2 separate regions of the Sus scrofa genome follow, and region 1 is linked to region 2. A link is a contact called in public Hi-C data. All regions are on one chromosome and are shown on one strand. The core of a region is the stretch at or near the end of the contact, and the rest is flanking DNA. Distances in the headings are between cores, read along the strand shown.

The links. Hi-C and Micro-C count contacts between places; a contact is called where the count stands out from the background.
Region 1: a Hi-C map of heart right ventricle shows a contact between it and region 2, with 2.4 times the contacts expected there. The contact joins two enhancer-like sites. A contact is called at or near these places in 2 of 47 Hi-C or Micro-C datasets (heart right ventricle and liver).

Annotation. Positions count from the first base shown.
Region 1 is chr4:67,418,951-67,424,911 of Sscrofa11.1, reverse strand. All of the region lies in intron 1 of LOC110260281 (a long non-coding RNA gene), which reads left to right. Among named protein-coding and RNA genes, the nearest start is that of ARFGEF1, 44 kb to the left of the region's middle. Within about 2 kb of position 1,926, at least 2 of the 83 cell types and tissues checked have an H3K27ac peak or open chromatin away from gene starts, as enhancers often do.
Region 2 is chr4:67,351,525-67,357,620 of Sscrofa11.1, reverse strand. All of the region lies in intron 6 of CPA6 (carboxypeptidase A6), which reads right to left. The region is part of intron 1 of LOC110260281 (a long non-coding RNA gene); the gene reads left to right. Among named protein-coding and RNA genes, the nearest start is that of ARFGEF1, 110 kb to the left of the region's middle. Within about 2 kb of position 1,275, at least 1 of the 83 cell types and tissues checked has an H3K27ac peak or open chromatin away from gene starts, as enhancers often do.

The DNA.
Region 1 (5,961 bases), core at 677-3,176, 67 kb before region 2:
TACTTGGAAAAGCACTAAAATATTCAATAATTTGTATGTTTAACTTACTCACTGGGAGAGTGGTCTCTACATTTCCTCAGCCCTTACTTGAGGCTGCACCACCATGGTCCAGGCTGTGCTCGAAGTACGGATACAGGAGCTCTTTTCCACCCTAAATATCTTAGGAGGCTGCAGAGATTGGTCTTCATTGTATCTTGGAGCCCAGGGGCAGTCACTCCAGGACTGGGGGCTTCGTGATGGGCACTGCTGTTGGGGCAGTGGCGTGGCTGCCTCCTGGAACCCCTTGGGTGCTGGAATTGTTCTCCATCTGCTATAGCTCCTGGGTGTTCTCCTGGAGCCCTTCTTTCCACCCTCCTTGTTCCCTTGACCCAAGGGCTTCTTTCTTTGGGGACCCATCTCAAGAGGCGGCCAGAGAACCATGACCTAAAGCACTGTTTTCCTAATTCTTCTCCTAGTCATTCCCCTCAGACCAGAAAAACATCCAGCACTTGAGGGTGGGGACGAGGTACTAATTTTTGAGCTTTACAGACAATATTAGAGGAAAGAAAGAAAGAAAAACACATGATAAATTCCCTGCCCCAGAGCCAAATGTTTTGAATATGGGAAAATGAACGCAATTCCATTTACCTGAAGTTTTAGAACAAACAAAATTCATGTATGGTGGGAGTTCCTCTGGTGGCTCAGTGGTAATGAACCTGACTAGTATTCGTGAGGATGTAGGTTGGATCCCTGGCCTCGCTCAGTGGGTCAGAGATCCAGTGTTGCTGTGAACTGTGGTGTAGGTCACAGATGCACTCGGGATCTGCATGGCTGGTTGTGGTCGTGTCGTAGGCTGGCAGCTGCAGCTCCGATTCGACCCCCTAGCCTGGGAACTTCCATATGCTGCAGGTGGGGCCCTAAAAAGACCAAAAAAACCATCATGTATAGTGATAAAAATCAGAGCAGTACTTGCCTCTAGAGCAGACACTAACTGCAAAGGGGCTGGAGGATCTTTTCTAGAGTGAAGGAAGTATTCTCTATCTTGATGGGGTGAGGGTACATGTTGGTCACGACTTATTGAACCATGTTTTTAAAATCCATGCATTTTATGTAAATTTAAAAAGAAAACAGGGTGACAGTTCAAAAATGAAAAAGACTGTAAAATTAATTCAGGAAGGATTCAGATTTCAGAAGTGTTTGGTTTTAGCTAACTTAAATAGAAAGGACCCACCATCAGCATGCAGCTCTGCCAAGAGTTATACAAACATTTTTCTCCATAGTTATTTCTTATTAGAAATCCAGAATCTTACATGAACTATAAAGCTCTTTGAATAGAAAAAAATTGTTTTCATCAACTAAAATTAGCTGGACGAGATTTCAGACACATTTCTTTAGCTTTTTTCTTCAGCTGACACCCCATATTTCTACCTAGAGTGGCCACAAATGTGAATATAGGTAACTCTGTTCTCTTTGACCATATTAGTGTGCATGCTCTTGACAGGCGAGGGAAGGTCACTTAGAGAGCAACCACCACATGACTCCGGAGTGGTGAGAGTCTGGGAGGGTGATAATTTCTAAAACTGGATTGGATGACGTTGCCTGTTGAGTATGTGGAATGCTGGCCAGATTGGAACACCCTTGAGCGTGGATGCCAGAAAAACTCAGGTCGAAGGATGAAAAGTTCAACTTAAATATCCAATAAACAACAAATAATTTAGTATAAGTATGTATGGAGATACTTCTATATCCCTCGTATAAGTGGAATATATACATTGACATCGCCGCAAGGACATTAATTATTAAAATGTATTTGTTTTTATCTGAAGTTCAAATTTAACGGGTATCCTCCTACATTTTTTTATTTGCTAAATCTGGCAACTCTGTGCTTGAGGTATGCTGAAAAGACAGGGTTTTTTTTGGTTTGTTTTCTGTTCGGTAACAATCAAAGGCACAAATAATTTGAGCCTGTGGTTCTCCAAATTGGCTTGCATCAAAGTCACCTGCAGAGCTTGTTTAAAAAAAAAACTGAGCCCCAATTTTTGATTAAGTAAGTTTAGGGTGAGGCCCTGAAAATTTGCATTTTTAACATTCCCAGGCTTTGCTGATTCTGCTGAGATTTAATGATCGGAGGCAATGCATTACAGACGTTATGTATAAGGATTGCTAGAAATGCTGTGTTAATGTACCCTGTTCTTTGCCATTCTGCCCAGCACACTAAACTATGCATCTTGAATGAGAGACAACAACCAAACATAGTGTGTTGTCATGTAATATCAATAAACTGTCTGTTATATATGGTTGCCTCTATTTCCAGACTTTATGGCTCCTCGACAGGTAAGTCGTTTGCCTCTGTGGTGAATAGATTGCCTTTTAATGGGTGTTAAATTGGAATCCCATATTAAAATTAGAATACATTAAGCATTTGATGAACCCATATGAGAGGACCTTTGTTAAATTATATATCAAATAAATATTTAACAAGGTCAGACACCCAGGAATTATTTATATCTTATTAAATACCACCACAATTTCCATAGCGAATTACATACACACAGTCTTTATACAACCTCAGGATGTTTGGAGTACCCAAAATGGAATTTCCACACATTGACTTTTTCCAGGGACCTGATTTCTTAGAGGAAAATAAGTGGGGTTTGCTTGTACTTTTCATGGAAATGAAATGTGTTGAAATGTTTTAAAGTAACCTTAAGTCTGACATTTAAAATTTCTACCATCAGGTTTATTGGGTTCTGTTTTGTTTTGTTTTTAGTTTTCTGTTTATTGACCTATTAAAATTGATTTGGACTTCCTTTTTTGAGGAGGAGAAATACATAGAGGTGAAAAATGAAAGAAGGGTACTGGCATATTTTGTTAGGTATCTAAGTTCTTTGGCTACTTTTTTGGGCAAATGTTGATCTGCTACAAATATAAACATAAAAGTAAATATTAGAGATACTGGAGCAATTATGGGTGAACTATATCTAGGATGTGCTTTAAAATACTGCAAGAAGAAAAAAGTCAGAGGAGGAAAGATGAAATATTTGGCAAAATAAAATGGTAATTGTTGAGACTGGGTGATGGGAGCATGGAGTTTATTAGGTACCCTACTTTTGTGTATTTAGAAATTTCTCTAAGTTTTAAAAAACCCAAAGACTTGGCTTACATGCTCAGCTTTGCCACTAATTGGACAAGAAATCATACTCAAATTGTTTATTTTGTGTCTCACATTTTACAAATGATGGGATTGCAATTAACCAGCAAGTCATTGTTGGTCTAGGCTTATTGTGTAGATAGCATTCTGATGTTACCATATAAATTCATGGGAATGTTGTCAGATTACTAGAAAGTACAACATACATTATAAAACTAAAACCACTTTTCAAGTATTAGCGCATCATTCCTTGTTGAAATTCCTTGCGTATAAATGTTTAGAGCACAGATACTTGGTAACTAAAGTTCCCAAAGACTTTTATTTTCCCATGTTTAAGAATAGCTGTTTAGGAGTTCCCGTCGTGGCGCAGTGGTTAATGAATCCGACTAGGAACCATGAGGTTGCGGGTTCGATCCCTGCCCTTGCTCAGTGGGTTAACGATCCGGCATTGCTGTGAGCTGTGGTGTAGGTCTCAGATGCGGCTCGGATCCCGCGTTGCTGCGGCTCTGTGAAGGCTGGCAGCTACAGCTCCGATTAGACCCCTAGCCTGGGAACCTCCATATGCCGCGGGAGCGGCCCAAGCAATGGCAAAAAAAAAAAAAAGAAAAAAAAAAAAAAGCTGTTTAGGTGAGGTATCTGCTGAGATGGCAGTTGCTCAGATTTCTATGTGAGAATCAGACAAGGGAAAAAAAAGTGATGTTACACAGCTTGACTCCTTTTGTGTTTCTGAGGTAAAAAGCAAAGCAAACTTTAAGATTTCTAAATACCGTCTGTATCTACTACACAGTAATATAATTTAATTCCCCAAAAGGCAGGTAAACATAGAAGGAAAAACTTAAAGGTTAAGCATATGCAAGCTTGTGTGTCTGCTGCTGTGTATGCACAGGCATAAATGACTTAGAAGATCTGGAATGTGATCTAGGTTTGGCTGCGTGGCATACGGCTGGACCGGGGAGGTGATGTCCACTTTCGTATCTGCGTGGACTTGAAGCTATAGCATGGTTCAGGGCTGAAATGGCCCATGACCTGCTGGTCTGGGGATAGAGTGTGTGACCACAAGCCTGGCCATCAGTGGAGGGGTTGCTGCACATTCTTGGCAGACACCGAAGAAGTGGAAAAAATGAAACAACCGCAAAGCAGGATGAGAGTGAGTCTTATACCCAGCTGAACAGAGTAGATACAGGTGCCATGTGGTAATGCAATTACCTTCCTGGATCATTGGAAATCCTTTCCTGTGGTTATTAAGCAAGTATTCCCTGCCAGAAGGTGCCATTCCTTGCAAAGAGGGTTAAAATCTTTTCATCACATGGTGTATCCCTCTGTTAGGGACTCAGTGTATGTCCATAACCACAAATTTATACGTTGAAACCCCAACTCCCAGTGTGTATGTATTTGGGGATGGAGTCTCTGAGGATGCAAATCAGATTAAATAAAGTCATAAGGGTGTGGTCCTAATCCAATAGGATTTGTGTCCTTATGAAAACAGATACCAGAGAGCTCTCTGTCTCTCTCCCTTCCCATACCATGCACCAAAGAAAGGCATGGTAGCTGTTTGCAAGCCAGGAAGAGAGGCTTAGCTGGGAACTGAATCAGCTGGAACCTTGATCTTGGACTTCTGGCTTCCAGATCTCTAAGATAATGTTATTTGAACTGCTCAGTCTGTGGTATTTTGCTATGGTGACTGGAGCTGACTTAATAACCCTCCAAAAGACAGATAAGAGCACTTCCTTCAAGGGCACACAGGGAGGTCAGTGTCTGTAGGAAGAGGCGTGGAGAAAAATCTAGAAGTTGAGACCTATGTGGATAGGCAGGCCCCAGATGAGTGCTTCAGCTGGGGATTAGTGATGGTGGTAGTGGGATTTCCTGAGCAGTAGGAGGCAACAGAGGGTATGGTTATCTGGACGAGACAGAAGTTGCCAAGAGAAAAGGCGTTCATGACAACTTTATACCATCTCTATGATTTTGCTTGTGAATCATCTTGGCAGGAGGCACAGAGTAGTTGCTCAATACACCTTTGGGTAAATACATGCATTCCTTTGGGACATGGATTTGCTCTGGCATGTTGATTATTTGTCATACATGCGGAATGGCAAATGTGTCCAGTAACTTGTTAGTTTAGGCTTTCAAGAATAAAATCTTTATTACCCCAGGAGTACCAAACAGGAATATTTCTTCCCATCAAAGCCTGTATTTACTTCCTCTTCCTTTTAGTTGAGATATTTATTAGAATAGTTTTCTTCTAAATTGACTTACTTTATCAACAGTGTGCTATAGGAAAAAAAAATTCCTTTCTTTAAACAAAATGTCCAGTAGCTTGATTGTGATAAAAGTAGATCAAGGTAGAATTATGATTCTTTACCCATAGTTAATGAATATCTCTGCAAGCTTTGGCTAGATTAATATTTGTCCCTCTCCTCTGCTCCTGCCTCGGTAAAAAATCTACATCTCCTAGTTTATGTTCTTACATATTTGTAAAATTTAGAAAACGTTGCTTGGTATGAATGAGGTGGGGCTCCTGTCCTTTGCTGATATTTTTTATGTCACTTCTTTTAATCTCTATAGAGATCTTCTTATCACTATTTTACAGATTAAAAACTAAAGGACTCCTCTGGAATGTGACTTAGAGACCTGGGACTGTTAAGCAGAATCTTTTCTCTTTTCTAAATATAAAGCCAAATGTACCTCTTAGCTCATTGTGTACTCTATTTACAAGAGCAGTTACACTTGGAATTTTGAAAACACCTATTCCATTGTCTACTCATGCCATTTTCATAAATACATACACATTTTTCTTTTTAGGGCCACACGGGTGGCATGTGACAGTTCCCAGG
Region 2 (6,096 bases), core at 26-2,525:
AAAATACCTGTAGGGGAGTTCCCATCCTGACACAGCTGAAATAAATCCGACTAGGAACCATGAGGTTTTGGGTTCGACCCCTGGCTTCATTCAGTGAGTGGGTTAAGGATCTGGCGTTGCCCTGAGCTGTGGTATAGGTCACAGATATGGCTCAGATCCTGTGTTGCTGTGGCTGTGGTGTAGACCAGCAGCTGTAGCTCTGATTCGACCTCTAGCCTGGGAACTTCCATGTGCTGCAGGTGTGGCCCTGAAAAGACAAAAGACAAAACAAAAGAGAAAACCGGTAGGAATATATGACTCAAGCATATATGACTTTAGCTTGAAAAGGAAACTATTAAGGTTTTTTTTTTTTGTCTTTTTTTCCTTTTCTAGGGCCACTCCTGCTCCCACAGCTCACGGCAATGCCGAATCCTTAACCCACTGAGCAGGGCCAGGGATCGAACCCGCAACCTCATAGTTCCTAGTCATATTCGTTAACCACTGCGCCACAATGGGAACTCCAGGAAACTATTAAGTTTTACTCGGTTAAATTGTTTAAAAATATCATCTTTGGAGTTCTTTTTAATATAGAAAATTTGGGAAATTTGAAAAAATATGAAGTAAAAATCACCCATAATTCTTTTAGCATCTAGTATATTTCTCATGTACATATATCTCAGATATAGATTTTACAACATATAAATTATAATGGCATGCTTGTTTTTATTTGATTTAATTAATTAATTTTTGCCTTTTCTAGGGCTGCACTTGCGACACATGGAGGTTCCCAGGCTAGGGGTCTAATCAGAGCTGTTGCCACCCACCTTCGCCACAGCAATGCAGGATCTGAGCCATGTCTGCGACCTACCCCACAGCCATGGCAACGCCGGAGCCTTAACTCGCTGAGTGAGGCCAGGGATCGAACGCACAACCTCATGGTTCCTAGTTGGATTCGTTAACCACTGAGCCACGATCGAACTCCCATGTTTTTATTTTTTTTGATACAGCAGCATGTCATGGGCTGTTTCCCCTATCCTTGACTACTCCTTTGATATATTTTATGATGTCAGGGCTATCAATCATGTCCTTTACGTCTTCTTTTGTTTTATGCTTAGAAATGTCCTCCTCACTTGGAAATTAAATGACTTTCTAAATATTCTATGAATTAAGACTCTGGTCAAATCTGTCCCAGCAGTGTAGAATTATTGGAGGCAAAAGTTAAGTGCTGTACATAGCTCTGGGCCAGCCAGCACCAGCTGTGGCTAAGATACTCAACCTCAGAGATCGCCAATTTTAAAATCTCGAAAGTGAACAGAGCCCCAGGTACCTCATTTAATGGGAGATGATTCTGAGAAATGAAGCAAATACTATTCCATCTGCCCTGGCAACAAAGAATTCAGTAGCCTTTCCACAATTCAAAAATAAGATGAAAAATTAAAAGATGTAAAAATAGGCTGCTGCTGAAAATTTCTTGTCTACCCCATCTATCAGTATGACCTCCCACCCCCAACCTTGTGCCAGAACTTCAGTGAACTGTTCTAACCTTCTATCCTTTTCCTGTCTCTTCTTATCAGGTTAAGTAATACAGACAAGAAAAGTATTTGGAAACAATTCTGTTGTGTTTGGCACAATCCCTGGAATTTATTCTTGGATATCTACTGCCCAAATTAAGCCGCTGAGTCAGGTGTTCATTCATTTGGCTGCTTACGGAGTCTCTTTAACTTCTCACCAGAGAGTATTTACTTCTTTTGGTCCATGAGAACTAAGATGCATGACAGCAGAGTTTTTGATGGTCCTGTATCTCCCTCCCCAGCATCCATAGTACATGGTCTGGTATGTGGTAGACATTTAGTAATTATTTGTTGAACAAATTAATCACTTAACCTGCTTAATGCAGTGGGGGGTTGGGTCTTCCTTTCAGACTGACGGCAATGCCAATGTTTTGACTGATACGCCCACAACTTCACAGATGCCATTACTCTCTTGGGTATCTTGCCATCTTTGACCTGTTCTGTACTTTCATCCCCACATCAAGGCAATCATCAATTCCTAAAGACTTCCTTTGTTGGTGCTGCCTTCTGTGTTTGTGTCTCACCTCCCCAGCAGATGAATTACGGAAAGGGTTAATGTTGTGTACTCGTGTACAGTACAGCTCTCCTACCGCTACAGAGCTTAGCAAGCTGCCTTTACATAAAGAGAAGTGCTCTATCAGCTTTGGGTTGAATGAATAAATGAATGAAGGAGTGACTTTTTTTTTTTTTTTTGTCTTTTGTCTTGTTGTTGTTGTTGCTGTTTCTTGGGCCGCTCCCGTGGCATATGGAGGTTCCCAGGCTAGGGGTTGAATCGGAGCTGTAGCCACCGGCCTACGCCAGAGCCACAGCAATGCAGGATCTGAGCCGTGTCTGCGACCTACCCCACAGCCACGGCAACGCCGGATCGTTAACCCACTGAGCGAGGGCAGGGACCGAACCCGCAACCTCATCGTTCCTAGTCGGATTCGTTAACCACTGCGCCACGACGGGAACTCCGGAGTGACTTTTTTCATTTGAACTATATATACTCTTCCTTTACTTTCCATTCCCACATCCACTCTTCCTGCCCATGTAGAGGTTCTTGCCCTTAAAACTTCTAGTTTGTTGCCCCTACTCTGGGCTCCTCTCTTTCATCCATATATCTTTAAACTCTTTGACAAGAACAGGTGCTTTTCACTACATAGCAGTATTTTCTCATTTTTCTCTATTGGATCAAACTCTGTCTTCCAAGGCTAACTGCAATTTTTCAGTCAGTCTCATGATGCAGCAGAATCCATTCACACAGATGATAGCCTTTGGACTCACTAAGCTACACTATGTTCTCCATGTTAATCTTTTGTCTTTTTTTAGGGCACTATCATCTTCCCCTAATCAAATTCCCACTCCTCAGTCAAGGCCTAATGAGACTCACGTCCCCACAATTTTCCCCAAATCTTGTCTTCTTCCAGAGTCTCACAGAGCTCTCTGGTTCTTGAATTCGTTTGGCTGTGATAGCCACAATAATTTAACATCCAAAGATACACTGTTTTATGTTGTTGATGACTGTTTCCTGTACCCAAGTGTTTCTCCTCGAATGAAATGTTGACTCCTTGAGTGCTGGGACCATGACTTATCCTCCTGCTACCCTTACTGTGCACGATGCTGAAAATGTAGTGACCAACAAGAAACTGTTAGACGGATTCATATAAATAGTTTCTAGAGAAACGCTATTTAACACTGATTTAAAAAATAACAGCTTTATTGGGATATAATTCACACATTTTAAAATGCACAACTCAATGGTTTTTAGTATAACTCTGAACAGAGTTATGCAATCATTGCTATATAATGTTAGAATATTTTCACCATCCAAAGCAGAAGTTTCATATCCTTTAGGTATCAACTCCCAACTGTGTCATTTCCCCAGCCATAGACAACCACTAATCTACTTTCTGTCTTTGTAAATTAGCCTGTTTTGGATGTTGTATAGGCCTGGAATTGTGTAAAATGTGTTCTTTCATGACTGGCTTCCTTCAGTTTGCACAATGCTTTCAAGGTTTATCAATGTTAGAGCATGTATCAACACTTCACTCCTTTTAAAATTGAAATGTAATTCATTTAAAACTGTACAGTTTGCAAGTTCCCATCATGGGTCAGTGGTAACCAACCTGACTAGTATCCATGAGGATGCGGGTTTGATCCCTGGCCTCACTCAGTGCATTAAGGATCCCGTGTTGCTCTGGCTGTGGTGTAGGCTGGCAGCTGAAGCTCCGATCAGACGCCTAGCCTGGGAACTTCCATACACCAATGGTGCAGCCCTAAAAAGAAAAATGTGTATAGTTTGATGGTTTTGTAGTATATTCATAAGGTTGTGCAGTCATCATCATTATCTAATTCTAGAATTTTTCCATCACCTCCAAAAGAATACCTGTTAGTATTCACTCCTAATTCGCCTCTCCCCTCATCCTCTGGCAACTACTTAACCTACTTCCTGTTTGTATGGATTTGGCTATTCTGGACATTTCATATAAATGGAATGATATGATATGCAGCCTTTTGTGTCTGGCTGATTTCACTTAACTCATTTTCAAGGTTTATCCATGTTGAAGTTTGTATTTACTTCATTACAGCTGGAAAATATTCCATTGTATGAGAGACCACATTTTGTTTATCCATTAGTTAATGGACATCTGAATTGCTACCACTGTTACGAAAAATGAACATTCAAGTACACATTTCTGTGTGGTTATATGCTTTCATCTCTCTTGGTTACATGCACAAGAGTGGAAAGTTGGGGTTGCATGATAACTCTCCGTTTAATATTTTCAGGAGCTGATAAACTGTTTTCAGACCTATTTTAAACTTGGTAGTTTCCTTTGCTTTGCAATTTAATTTTTACGTCTGCTACTTTTGTGTTCCTTTGTGTTCTTTTTACTTTGTGTTCCTTTTCGTAAGTCTCCACTTGCTGTCTATTTTCTTTGTCCCCTGTCTTCTATTTACCCTCACATTTAAGTCTCTGCAGAAAGATAATCTCCACATTCTGTATATTTACCTGTTTTCTTATTATTATTTATCTATTCTAGTTTTCTTTCTCTCCTTCCTTCCTTTTTCTTTTTAAAAAAGTTTCACTGAAGACTCATAGACTTTGAAAAACTTAACAGTTACTGAAGGAGAGGGTAGAGGGAGGGATGGACTGGGATGGGATTGGCATATGCACACTGTGGTGTATGGAAAGATTGGCCAGTGTGGACCTGCTGTATAACACAAAGACCTCTGCCCAATGTTCTGTGATAATCTATGAGGGAAAAGAATCTGAAAAAGAATGGATGTGTATACATGTATAACTGAATCACTTTGTTGTAAAGCAGAAGTTATTACAATCTTCTAAATCAGCTAGACTTCAATAAAAACTTTAAAAATGAAAAAATTTTTATTAAAATACAGTTGATTTACAAGGTTGTGGTAAGTTCTGCTGTATAACAGAGTGATTCAGTTATACACACGTCCATTCTTTTTCAGAATCTCCTCCCTAGTTTTCTTTCTTTGATAAATTTAGTGCCTATATCATCCCTCTGGGCCCATGACAAATTTAAGAAAAACGTCATCACCAAAAGGTGGTGTTTCTTAAAGCTCATTTTGGTTTCATGGCAAAGGGGTATTTGCAGTACTCATTTCAATAGTGAGTCTACCATGTTGTCTCTCTCCCAAAGAAAACCCCATCATACTATAAATATAACATTAATAATGGTTCTGCTAACTTGGTATAAACAGGCATTTCACAAGGGAAAGATGTGCAGTCCAAGCATACCTCCATTGGTTTTCTTTACTTTTCTTACAAGAGATAAAAATTTGTATATGAACATTAGAAAAAGAGAGGTGGCAAATGTTGAAATCGAAGGTGATGGCTCTATATTTTTAACATAATTAAATAATTGTCAATCTGAAAGAGAAAAGCCGACAATTTTATCATGTATTCTGTGTTTTAAAAATGTTTAATCTCTTGGGATAGACCACAATGAAGGATAATATAAGAAAGGGAATATGTGTATATATATATATATATATACATATACATATGTATGTGTGTGTGTATATATGTATGACTTGGTCACTTTGCTGTACAGCAGAAATTGGCACATTGTAAGTCAAGTATAATAAAATTTTTAAAAAATTCCAAAAAAATAAAATGCCTACCAGCCTGCAGTTATATGATGAGATAATGAATACAAACTATCAGTGATGTGTTGAGAGAATAATTCGAGTCACTTTCAAAATAACAAAATTCTTGAGTCCATCTCATTAGTCAATTAAGCCAGGTAGTTTGCATCTGGGTCTCTGTTTTCAAAGCTTTGTTTGTCCTAAGCTCAGGCATGGGCCCATCCTCTCAATTGGAGTGGGCAGCGGCCTGCAAGCGGCAAACAGGGCCTGGCAGGCAGGGGCTGGTCATGCTGGCTGAAGGAGAGGGACATGTGGAGCCAGAGCCCAGCCTGGTTTCCATGGTGTAGGGAGTCAGGGTCTTGATGAGGATCACACAGCAGAGAGGAGAGCACAGGGATGAAATTGCCTCTGCTTCTCTAGGCAGGACAGAGGACCCAGTTCCAAAGAG